Regions from separate parts of the Bos taurus genome. Here region 1 is linked to region 2. A link is a contact called in public Hi-C data. All regions are on one chromosome and are shown on one strand. The core of a region is the stretch at or near the end of the contact, and the rest is flanking DNA. Distances in the headings are between cores, read along the strand shown.

Region 1 (5,583 bases), core at 2,646-5,145, 300 kb after region 2:
CCTACTTCTACAGATGACGACTCTGGGCATGGATCTTTGCCCTCTGCTCCTGATCAAGTCAGTCCCCTGTGGCTGTGAAGCTGCTGGTTTTCACAGTCAGTTCTACTCTAGAAAAGCTATGTTTCTCACCAACTGAGCTGGAGGAGATGGAAGCAGCCCCAGGCAAGAAGGCTGTAAACTCCCACTGTTCTTATTCAAAGTACTAGCAGTTTTTCCTGAACACATGCTTCTTAAATTGTTGTTTGCCTTTGGTTAACTTTTAGAGCCCTTAAGTGATCAGTTTCTGATATTTTCCCACAATGCTGTATTTGTTTTGTGGAGAGAGAATTTTCTAATCTGTTCCCAATAGTAGGAAATTCTGCCTCTGAAGGTAAAAAACCATAGTTCTGAAATCAATATTCAGAATATACTATAAATATATAAATGCTTTTATATCTGAAGTAGATAGTAAACTGTGCTTATTTTACTGTTCACTTCTTGGAGTTAAAAAATGCCTCATGTTTTCTTGGGTTCTTCCAGGAAAAGAAATTCGATCCCCTAGAAAGTAATCTTGTAGAGAAAGTGACAGCTTTTCTGATAACTGTTTCATTTGTGAAGATTAAAAATACTTTGTAACTGGAAAAAAAAGAGAAAGAAATGCCTCATATTTTCACTTGAGTAGCTTAAATCTCCCTAGGACATCACCTCAATAAACAAATAAGTCAGATAAACTATCCCTTCTTTTTTTCCTCTGGAGATATTCTTTTAGAGTCCTTCATTCTTCCATTCCAATATTGACTATTTTATTTCAGGTCTGCTGTACAGTTATTATTCTAAAATTTTCTTTCATTTCATTGAGCACATTGTTTCCGGGGTTAAATGTCTATCTTGAAGGTCATGTAAAATAGTGATCTAAACATAGTCTCTGGGGTTAAACTGCTGAGTTCAGACTCTAGCTCTGTATTATTAGTTGTGCCACCTTGGAGACATTGCCTGTCTATGCCTAAATTTTCCTACCTGTAAAATCATTGTGAAAAGAACAGTACTTCCCTCATTCAGCTGTCCTCAAGATCAAATGAGCACGTATATAAATATGTATAAGTACTGTTACTGCTGCTGCTAAGTCGCTTCAGTCGTGTCCAACTCTGTGCGACCCCAGAGATGGCAGCCCACCAGGCTCCCCCGTCCCTGGGATTCTCCAGGCAAGAACACTGGAGTGGGTTGCCACTTCCTTCTCCAATGCATGAAAGTGAAAAGTGAAAGTGAAGTCGCTCAGTCGTGTCTGACTCTTAGTGACCCCATGGACTGTAGCCCACCAGGCTCCTCCGTCCATGGGATTTTCCAGGCAAGAGTACTGGAGTGGGGTGCCATTGCCTTAGCTACTATCATTTGGGTGGATTAGCTATTGGTGAAGCATGTGGCGTTTTTGGAGAAATGTCTGGAAGTCTAATTTTTGAAACACTGCATAGCTAACAATTCTTCTAATACTTGGCTCTCTGATTGGGTATAGGATTTTAGGTTGAAAATTATTTGTCCTCAAGATTTTAAAGGCACGGTGCTATTGGTTTGTACCTTCTGACAGTTCTCGGTATTCTCATCCTTTGTGTGTGTTTTCTTTTTGACAGTTGTACGAATGTTTTATTCTTGGCCTTTTGACATTTCATTCTGATGTGCCTTGAAGTATTTCTTCTTTTATTCATTGTGCTGGCTACTCCACTGACTCATTACACTAAGAATTTTTCTCGTGTTATATCCTTGATAATTTCCTCCCCTGTCCTCTCTTTCTGTTCAGACTTCCTGAAACACATATTAAATAAAGACTGGACCTCAGGGATTGATCTTTTTACTCCTATTGTCTCTATTTAAAATTTTTTTCCCTTCATTCTGGAAGAGTTCTCTTCTAATCTTTCTTGAATTTTTAAAAAATTCTATCAATGTCTTTCATTTATAAGAGTTCTTTTAAAAAATGTTTTATTGGGGTATAGTTGATTTGCAATGCTGTGTTATTTTCTGCTATACAGCAAAGTGAGTCAGTTATGTATATACATATATTCACTCTTTAGATTTTTTTCCTATATAGGTCATTACAGAGTATTTAGCTGAGTTCCCTATGCTATACAGGAGATCCTTATTAGTTAATCTATTTTATATACAGTAGTTCTTTCAAATTTTCTATAACTTTGTTTTGTTTCATGGATGCAATATCTCATCTTTCTGAAGATATAAATTATATATACACACACACACACACACACATATATATATATATATATATTCTTTTTTCCCTCCTTCTCCATGAATTACCTAAGCTTTTTTTCTGAGTTCCTCCTTTTTTTTTTCTGTTGCTTTTGTATGTACAGAGCCTTCCAAATTGGAAGATTTCTCAAATACTTGGTGATCTTTGGCTCTCCTTTGTCATGTAAGAGTGAGGTACAAAAAATATCAGAGAGGGCAAGACTTGCTGACTGCAGAGCAAAGGAACTTTTCTATTAATGTGATTCCAAAATATTAATAGAGATCTTTTCTTTGAGGCTAATCAGTGCCACAACAGCTTAGCTAGGAAAGGCTAGGTTAGCTGCAGTAGTAAGCAAAAATTACAAAAACAAAGTCTCCATGACTTAACACAGTAAGTATTCACCATTTCTACTACATGTTCAATGGAGATTGGTAGTGAGCTTGACTCCCAGTCCACAGTAACTCCAAATCATCTAACGATGCCACTGTGTCATCAGGAAACTTCAAGTGTTTGTCACAGCAGGGGAAAAGAAAGCATGGGAAAGGATGCATTGGCTCTTGAATGGTTCCACCCAGAAGTAACACACATGATCTCTTCTCATTTGACATTCACTAAAACAAACCATATGTCCACTAACTTCAACGAGTGGGAAAGTGCATCCTCCCAAGTGCCCAGAATGGGGGAAGAACTGGCAATACTGGGGAGCAGCATGCATGTTTACCACACTGGCACGGTTACTCCCTTAAGAAAATCTTATCTTTCATGTCCCCTAGACCTCCTCAGGAGATTATTCAGACACTGAACCTCCACTTGCCTGTCTTAGAAGTAATCTCCCTCCCCCCCCCCCTTATTGAATACAGTATGTTGACTAAATTAAACAGAACTCATGAAAAGCTAGATGTAAACAAGAGAAGGATTCATCTGTTTACTAAACTTTCTACAGGAGCGAGAAAGACACAGCAAGCTTTCAATTTTTCTTTTTCCATCATCTTCAATTTTTCTTTTTCCATCACCCGTGTCTTCCCAAGATCACTCCCAATCTCATGACAGGACCAGCTGAGAGAGGAAACCAGATGGAATTGAAGCAACAAACAGAGTTATAGTTTGGAATTGGCTGTGGCTGGCTTCCAAGGGACTAGTTTTGCAATTTATTATTAATGTTGAGCAGCTACACATGAAAGGGAGTTGAAGCTGGCCAAAGAGGCTCTCCTAATAGCAAAGTCTTTTAAGACCCAGAGTCATGAACTACAGCCTGCAGGTTCCCAGGCAGTGATGGTAGAATTCAGGTTTCCTGAGCACAAGCGATTAAGATTCTTTGGGGATAGAGAAGAGTTCAAATTTGAAGGCAACTCCGTCTCAAAGCTTGCATCACCCTGGACAGTGAACAGGTCCCAGGCAACCCTGCTTTGAAATACTAGACACAAAAGTGATTGCAAACCAGATAAAAACTGTCTCCCAATGTTCATGAGAAGATTGTAAAACCAATCTGTTTTTCTGCCTCTGGTTCCAAAGAAACTAACTGCTGAGGATGCACATAAATGGTGTCTGACTCACTGTTTCCTTCCTTAATTCCATTGGATGTTGAATTAATAAACAACCACAGATATTCACTCAAGCTAAAATTAGCCTCCTTGTCAGAAAACACTGACTTGTTCCAAGATTAGGAGCTAGCCTGGCCAGCAAACAAGTGACTGCCTCGGCTTTGTTCTCTGAACCCTCTGAGTACAGGGCACCCCAGATTCATTCCCCACTATGGATGGAGAGTCACAGACAAAGCTCCTAGGCCACTGCTGGGCCTTCAAATGGGGCCTCCCAGCACACATCCTCCTCCTGGTCTCTGAACAGCACAGATCCAGTGCTCTGTGAACTTGCCACCACGCAGAAGTCTTCAACCACCTTTGCTGGTGGGGTAGTTTAGTTGCTAAATCATGTCCATCTCTTTGCGATCCCATAGACTGTAGCCCAGGCTTCACTGTCCATAGATTTCCCAGGCAAGAATACTGGAGTGGGTTGCCATTTCCTTCTCCAAACCACCCCTGGATTGCAGTGTAAAAGGTGCCATTTATATCATTAATGTATCATATGGTACGGCAATTGATTTGCTAACTGAGGTCCTCACATTGATCAGTCATTGGATGCTGGCCACCAGAGGGAGGGGCACAATCTTGGAGGCGGCAGCTGACTGCAGATGGGACAATCCCTCAAGATGTTGACAACTGAGGGCTGCTGGCCCACAGCACTCCTAGGAGCTGGGACCTTGAGTCTTTATCGAAAGGGGATCTGGGAAATGCATCCCAGAGCCTAACACGGCTGTTTCAAATCCTTTCTCTCTGCAGACTCTCCAGTCAGAGTTCAAACTTCTTCAAATGCCCCGGATTCACTTGGTCCAGTTTTCAGATCAATGTCACTTGCCCTCAAACTCTCCATTCTTTTCCAAAGGCCTACCTTTATCTCTGATTTGTCACACTGGCTCATATCTATCTGTCCCAATGAGTAAGTTTAATTCCACATTTATGTTGATGTTCACGTAGTAACTTTCCTCCATGATTTTAAATAGCCAGTCCTTGCCTATAAAAACAAAGAATCAGGCTCCAAGTATGAAATATTTGCTGGACATATCCAACTTTTCATTAGAACATGCTTTCATTGTGTGACTATATGCTCTATAAGGAGAAAACTAGACTGATGCTTTGAACTTTTCATCCTGAAGAAGAAAGTCCCACTGACTCATCATCAAAGAATTTTGGAATTCTCTTTTGATTGTAGGGATTGGTTGACATGAGAACCATGAAGACACTTCCTCTCCGGCCTCTGACAATCAAAAGCACACTTGATTGGCATGGCTAACAAAGGATAAAGGTGATTGAGAAAACAGTTTCTCTCTGTCGTGCTACTTCAGTCTTGTAACCCAAAACTGAGCATGGTTACTTATGCACCACCTTTAGCTTTATGTGTGCTCAGTTGCTCTGTCACATCTAACTTTTTGCAATCCCATGGACTGTAGCCTGCCAGGCTTCTCTGTCCATGGAATTTTCCAGGCAAGAATACTGGAGTGGCTTGCCATTTCCTACTCCAGGGGATCTTCCCGACCCAGGGATGGAACCCATGTGTCTTGTGTCTCCTGCATTGGCAGGCAGATCCTTTGCCACTGTGCCACCTGGGAAGCTCACCTTTGACTTAGGAGGAATTAATGGTGAAAAGAGAAGATTCTGTTGTTTTTGTTGTAGTTGTTTATTCAGTCACTGCAAGTTGTATATTATTAGGTAAGGCCTTAAAATGTGTCAAGAATATGTTGATATTGGAAAAGACACTGAAAATGTAAAGTGATTAATACCAGTTTATGGTCCTTGAGAAAGACAGCATCTATT
Region 2 (5,651 bases), core at 1,271-3,770:
ATTTTGAGCTCATTTTTGTGTATCATGTTAGAGAATGATCTAATTGCTTTTTTTACTTGTAGCTGTCCCGATTTCCCAGCACCGTTTGTCGAAGAGTCTCACTAATTGAGGGTTACTGGAGTTTTTGGTGATGACGTGTTTCCTTGATCCTTCTTGTTCCTCATCGCTGCTTTTGCATTTGAAGTAAGCAGATCCCTCCTTAAGCCTTTACTTGTTGCATTCAGGTGGGGTCTAGAGTTTGCTGGCCGTGTTACATCAGAGGTTTACTTCTGCCTTGTATGGGTACTCCCGCTCCACACTTCTAGTTCCCTCTTCTGGCAGGATTCTTAAGCCTGTGTAGCTTCTCTGGGATTTGGTTTATTAAACAACATTATTTCAAAAATAATCAAATTGTATAAACTCTTAACAATTATATTTTAGGAAAGTGTGTATACATGAAAACATATATGCATATAATTTTACATGGGTGGATATAACATAACTATGATCATGTTACACATTTTTTTAAACTGCTTTATTTTTCTTTGTTTATTAGATTGGCTACCCTTCTTCCCCCATCCCACCAAAGCCCTGTTTTCCTTCCCACATACTTCATGTTAACACCTTATAATATTCCTATTTGTATTTTCTCCGTATTTCTTATATGTATGCTCAGTCACTAAGTCGTGTCTGACTCTTTGCAACCCCACAGACTGTAGCCCACCAGGCACTTCTGTCCACGGGATTTTCCAAGCAAGAATACTGGAGTGGGTTGCCATTTCCTACTCCAGGGGAACTTCCCAACCCAGGGATTGAATCTGCGTGTCCTGCGTTGCAGGAAGTTTCTTTACCACTGAGCCACTTGGGAAGCCCCGTACTTCTTGTGTACTTACGTGCAATAATATGATCACATACATGTATGAGTGACATCCAAAATATGTAGCACAAATATGCACAGTAGCAACCAATGAGAATAAACACCAGCTGAATACCAGTGGCTCTGTCAGTGTGTGCTGCCTACAAGCCAGCTCTCTACACACACGTAAACACACACATGAACACACAGACAGGAGTTTCTATCAGTGTTTATGCTTCACAAAAACGGAGCAATATTATAAACATTTTGCCTACTGCAGTTTATCCAACAACACTCAGTCTCTGCAATCCGACTGTGGTAAGGCTTATATTCATTCTCCTTGATTGATGTTTAAGGCATATTAAGCTGGCGGGATGTATTAACATTATTCAACAGCACCCTGTTTGTGGACTTCCTCTTCGTTACCAGTGTTTTTGTTGCCACGAGCAGTGTGGCAGTGCACAGTCTTGAGCACACGTCGTTATGTACAGGGGATTTTCTCTCTAGGCCATCTAGTCCCAGCACTGGAGCAGGTGGACTAAATGATGAGAGGTGAATTTTGTTACATGGTGTTAGATAGCTTTTCAAAGTTCCTTGACAGTTGATATTTTTATCATGCAGATTTAAAGAAATCACTTCTCCTGCATCCTAATTAGCCATAAGTAAGTGGCTTTTTGATTTTTGCCAGCCGCTTGGATATAAAATAACCATCTGCATTTCCCCAACCACTTGTGCACTCCCCCATCTTTTCATGACTTGGCTATTTGGATTTTCTCTTTCTGACTATTGTGTTGTTTGTTTTCTTGTCAATATGTAAGAGCATTTGCATGTCACATATATTAACCCTTTGCCTAGATTAAAACATTTTTTTCTTAATCTAGGATTTATTCATTGATTTGGCTTGAATTATCTCTTGCCTTACAAAATGTTGTCATGGTCATGAATATCTGCCTTCCTGTATCTCCCTCCTTTCTCCTTTCTGCCCCATCTTTGTGCACGTGTGTGTGTGCACACACACGCACACCAGTTTTGCTTCCCCTTGTCCTGCCTTTCTGCATCTTTCCTCGTGCCCCTTATTCTCTCTACCCATCTCACTGGCTCCTCACCCCTCGCTTTTCCCGCTCCACGAGAATACTAACTTCAGTGCACGGAACACTGTCTTTTCTTGCTTGTGCTACTTATACAGCCGCGACAGACTCGGGAGGGGACTGGGTGCGGCACAGCGGAGGTTGAAACAATGCGTTTTCAAGACTGACTATGTTTGAGATTCCTCGAGTTTTTTTCATTTTTTATGGCTTCTCCAATTCACCCTGAGATTCTGATTCCACTGGAGTAGGGTAGAATGTACACATCACTCCCTCTTTAAATGTCTCCCCCTGGTGTCCTGATACACCATCTGGGCTGGAAATCTGAGGTTAGTGCTGGATCAGGGAAGCTAAGCAAATGCCCCCCAGTCTGGGCAGCTTGCTTGGGAGATTGGACAAGCCTGGGTCTTGCAGTCTCAGATAATTACCTTCAGCAGCCAACCAGCTCTGTGTAAGACAGCATGAGGGCCTCACAGGGAGCAGAGACAAGGGTGAAGTAGGTCTACTGGCCTGCTAGTCCTCCAGTGGCAGAGGAAAGATGAGGCACGAGCCAGGTGCAGCTGTAGTGCGGCCAGTGGCCGCAGCGGGGCAGTGTGGCCCCATGTGGCTCCGAGGTAGACTGGACTCTGACGCAGGCTCCGGGAGAGCGCTGCTCTGAAGGGCTCTTCCCTGCCCTTCTCTCCTCCAGCCCTTAGTCTCTGTCCTGCAGAACCTGGCTCTCAGATGGTTAGAGTTCATACAACATTTATTGAGTGTGAATTATCTTAGGTCGCACACTGTCCTGGATTTGTTTTATTGAATCTTCATAGTCATCCAGGGTAGGCATATTATTGCTACTTTCCCAAGGAGGAAGCTGCAGCTTAGGGAAGTTAATTAACTTCCTAGTGGGTGGCAGAGCCAGGATTTAGACTCAAGCCTGTCTGACTCCAAGCCAAGTGTTCCTTTCCTTGAACAACTGCCACCTCATACAAGTAACATTTGATTCCGAACATATTAATAAATGTTAATTTATCAAATAATTTACCCATTCATGCTGAGTATTTTTTCTATTCTTCCTTCCTTCTATCTTAAAGAAACCAGTAAGGAAAACTGTGTTAGCTAAGAAATCTTAAAGCCCACAGTCTGCATTTTACCCGGAGACAGAAGAAACAAAGAATGAATGGCTGATGGTGGAATATCCCTTTGGGGTCGCCTCCTCCACACAGCTGGGACTGTGTGTCATGCACGACATCTGCAGGCCTGAGGCAGGATTTTATTTGGCTGATATGGTATTATTTAAAAATCTGAATTTCAGTTCATCATAGTTCCTACCGTTCCCTTTTCTTTCCATCTTTATGCTCTGCTCATTCATGCTACCTTCTGGGTATCTGCTGATGGCAGCACTGGGCCCCTGGGTCCTGGCAGTACCAGTGCCTCTGGGCTGTGAGAACCTCACCCCTCTCCATCTCCCTTGCCTGGCTCTCCTTCCCTCCAGATGTTGTCGTTGTCATCACACTGGCTGTTGTTTGCAGCTGGCGGGTCTCACCTGAGATCTTTGGGTCCACTCTGCTGCTCAGGGCACCCAGACCCCCAGGCTTGCCTGGGGTCTGTTGCTGCCTCATCAAACGCTTGGGTGTTTATAGCCATGGAGGCCTAGGGTGGCTGAGCTGGAAGTTGAGGGCTGCAGGCCAGGGCTCTTACCCAAGGTTTTAGATTGAAATTAGCATCCAGGATGTTCCAAGCACTTGGTCCCTCCCTTTTTTCTTAACTGGAGTTGGGGAGAAGGGAGCAGGCAAGAAGTGCTTAGAGAATAAGACAGCACAAGGCAGACCCTGGGCACACTCTGAATTTGCTCGGTGATTTCTCTCTTCTCTGTGATCAGTCACCCTCACGGCACATGAGCACCGGAAGACCACAAGCTGGAGGTCCAGCTGAGTCCAGCAAGGGTGATCCACATGGCCGGGGCCACCCAGATTGGCAGCTGAGAGGAGGGCTGCCTGCTGGCCAGTTCTCTCCTGACCCACTTGCCCCTGAGTCACTGTCCAGGGAGCCACTGGCCTTGCTGTGAGCTCTGGCTCTCATGTCATCCTTTCTTGACCTGGGTCTTCATGGACAGGGCTGTGTTCCCAAAAGCCTTGGCCCGAGGCTGTCTGAGAGTTTCCAGCCGGCAAGTGCTGCGGTGTTGGCAGGCCCTCTGGCCAGGAGAGCTGGTGTGTGTGCACAGCAGCAGGTTCTCAGTGGCAGTTGCGAAAAGAACAGGAAAACAGGCCCAGAGATGGAGTGGGGGCACTGAAGGGGTGGGGCCGGGACGGAGGATGTAGCCCCGAATTCCGGGGGGCCCTGAGTGGAGGAGAGGCCTGCCCGAGCACGGAACCACCAGGGCTAGTCTCAGCTGATGCCCTTGACTGTGAGTGAGATGTTGTCAAACGTCCCCTGAATCCAAGTGAAGTAGAGAGGCCCTTCACTCTTCCCTAACTCCTCCACATCTAGGCAGGAGAAATTCCACTTCTGTGTCCAGTGTGCCTACTGGCTGGCCCTCCGGCCCGCCGCTCTCACCGGAAGGGGCCTTGCGGTGCTGTTGGCACCTGCTCGTGTGACAGAGGGCCGGCTGCCGCTCTGAGGTGCTGAGCTTTATGTCTGGGTCTCCGACCTCTCCTCCCTGCATGTCCTCAGCACCTTTCGCTTTGTCATGCCAATATTGCCAATAGTTAGCAACCAGGATTCGGCACCAGCTACACTGTTAGCACTTCGGATGTATTAGCTCATTTTAAAAAATATTTATTTATTTATTTTTATTTGGCTGTGCCGGGTCTTGATGACGGCAGGCAGGATCTTTAGCTGTGGTATGTGAGCTCTTAGTTGCAGCGTGTGGGATCTATTAATAGTTCCCTAACCAGAAAACAAACCCAGGCCCCTGTGTTGGGAACACAGGTTTAGCCACTGGATCTCCAGGGAAGTCTCTATTAATTCATTTAGACCTTACACCAGATGTACCTATGACGTATTGTCTCATTTTTACGGGTAAGGATGTGGAGACCCAGAGAGGTTAAGTGACTTGCCCAAGGGTGCACAGAATTTGGAGCTAGATGTTCTGGCTCTAGAGCTCTTAGCCATGGGTTATACCGCCTCTAAAGGTGCTTCACTGGGATACCTTCTTCCTGTCCAGCTTCCTATACCATATTGTGAACAACTTGAAAGGGATTGATTATGTTTTAATCCCCTTTAGATATCAAGATTAACCTAAAGCCCATATAGTAGAAGCTCAAACAAATGTTGGTTGAATGAATGAAAAAAGGCGTTAGTTAAACCATTGTTCCTTGCCCTGCATTTCTTAGACCTAATGTGTCTGACGGGTTGTGAGTACAGGATGGAACTTGCTGGCCTCTTGGGGGTAATGGGCTGGGAGATCACAGTACCCCTCATCAGGGTAGGAACCCTCCAGGCTCCTTCCCTGCTCCCTCGCAGCCCGGCCCTCTGACCCTGCCTGCCTGCGTGGTTGTGCATACCTGGAGCGCTGCACATTCCTTGGGAGTCTGCCTGCAGGCTGGTGAGCACACCAGGCACCCATCTGACTCGCCTGGCAGTGGCGGCTGTTTCACCCTGTGACCAGCCGGAAGCCAGGAGGGCAGCGAAGGCATCCCTGTTACGTGCCAGACCACCACCTCGGAGGATTATCTGTGTGCGTTCACCGTGTTCTTGACACCCAGGGGCACTCAGGAAATCTCTGAACATCCAGTTTTCTGAGGCTAGTG

Evidence for each region. A called contact is a pair of places that touch in the nucleus more often than the background predicts.
Region 1: a contact with region 2 is called in a Hi-C map of skeletal muscle, with 7 times the contacts expected there. The contact joins two enhancer-like sites. A contact is called at or near these places in 2 of 11 Hi-C or Micro-C datasets (liver and skeletal muscle).

The regions. Positions count from the first base shown.
Region 1 is chr4:47,565,981-47,571,563 of ARS-UCD2.0, forward strand. The region is part of intron 4 of LOC104972036 (a long non-coding RNA gene); the gene reads right to left. Among named protein-coding and RNA genes, the nearest start is that of NAMPT, 210 kb to the left of the region's middle. Within about 2 kb of position 3,896, at least 31 of the 102 cell types and tissues checked have an H3K27ac peak or open chromatin away from gene starts, as enhancers often do. A contact at or near this core is called in liver and skeletal muscle, where this site is marked.
Region 2 is chr4:47,267,876-47,273,526 of ARS-UCD2.0, forward strand. No RefSeq gene overlaps it. Among named protein-coding and RNA genes, the nearest start is that of SYPL1, 90 kb to the left of the region's middle. Within about 2 kb of position 2,521, at least 20 of the 102 cell types and tissues checked have an H3K27ac peak or open chromatin away from gene starts, as enhancers often do. A contact at or near this core is called in liver and skeletal muscle, where this site is marked.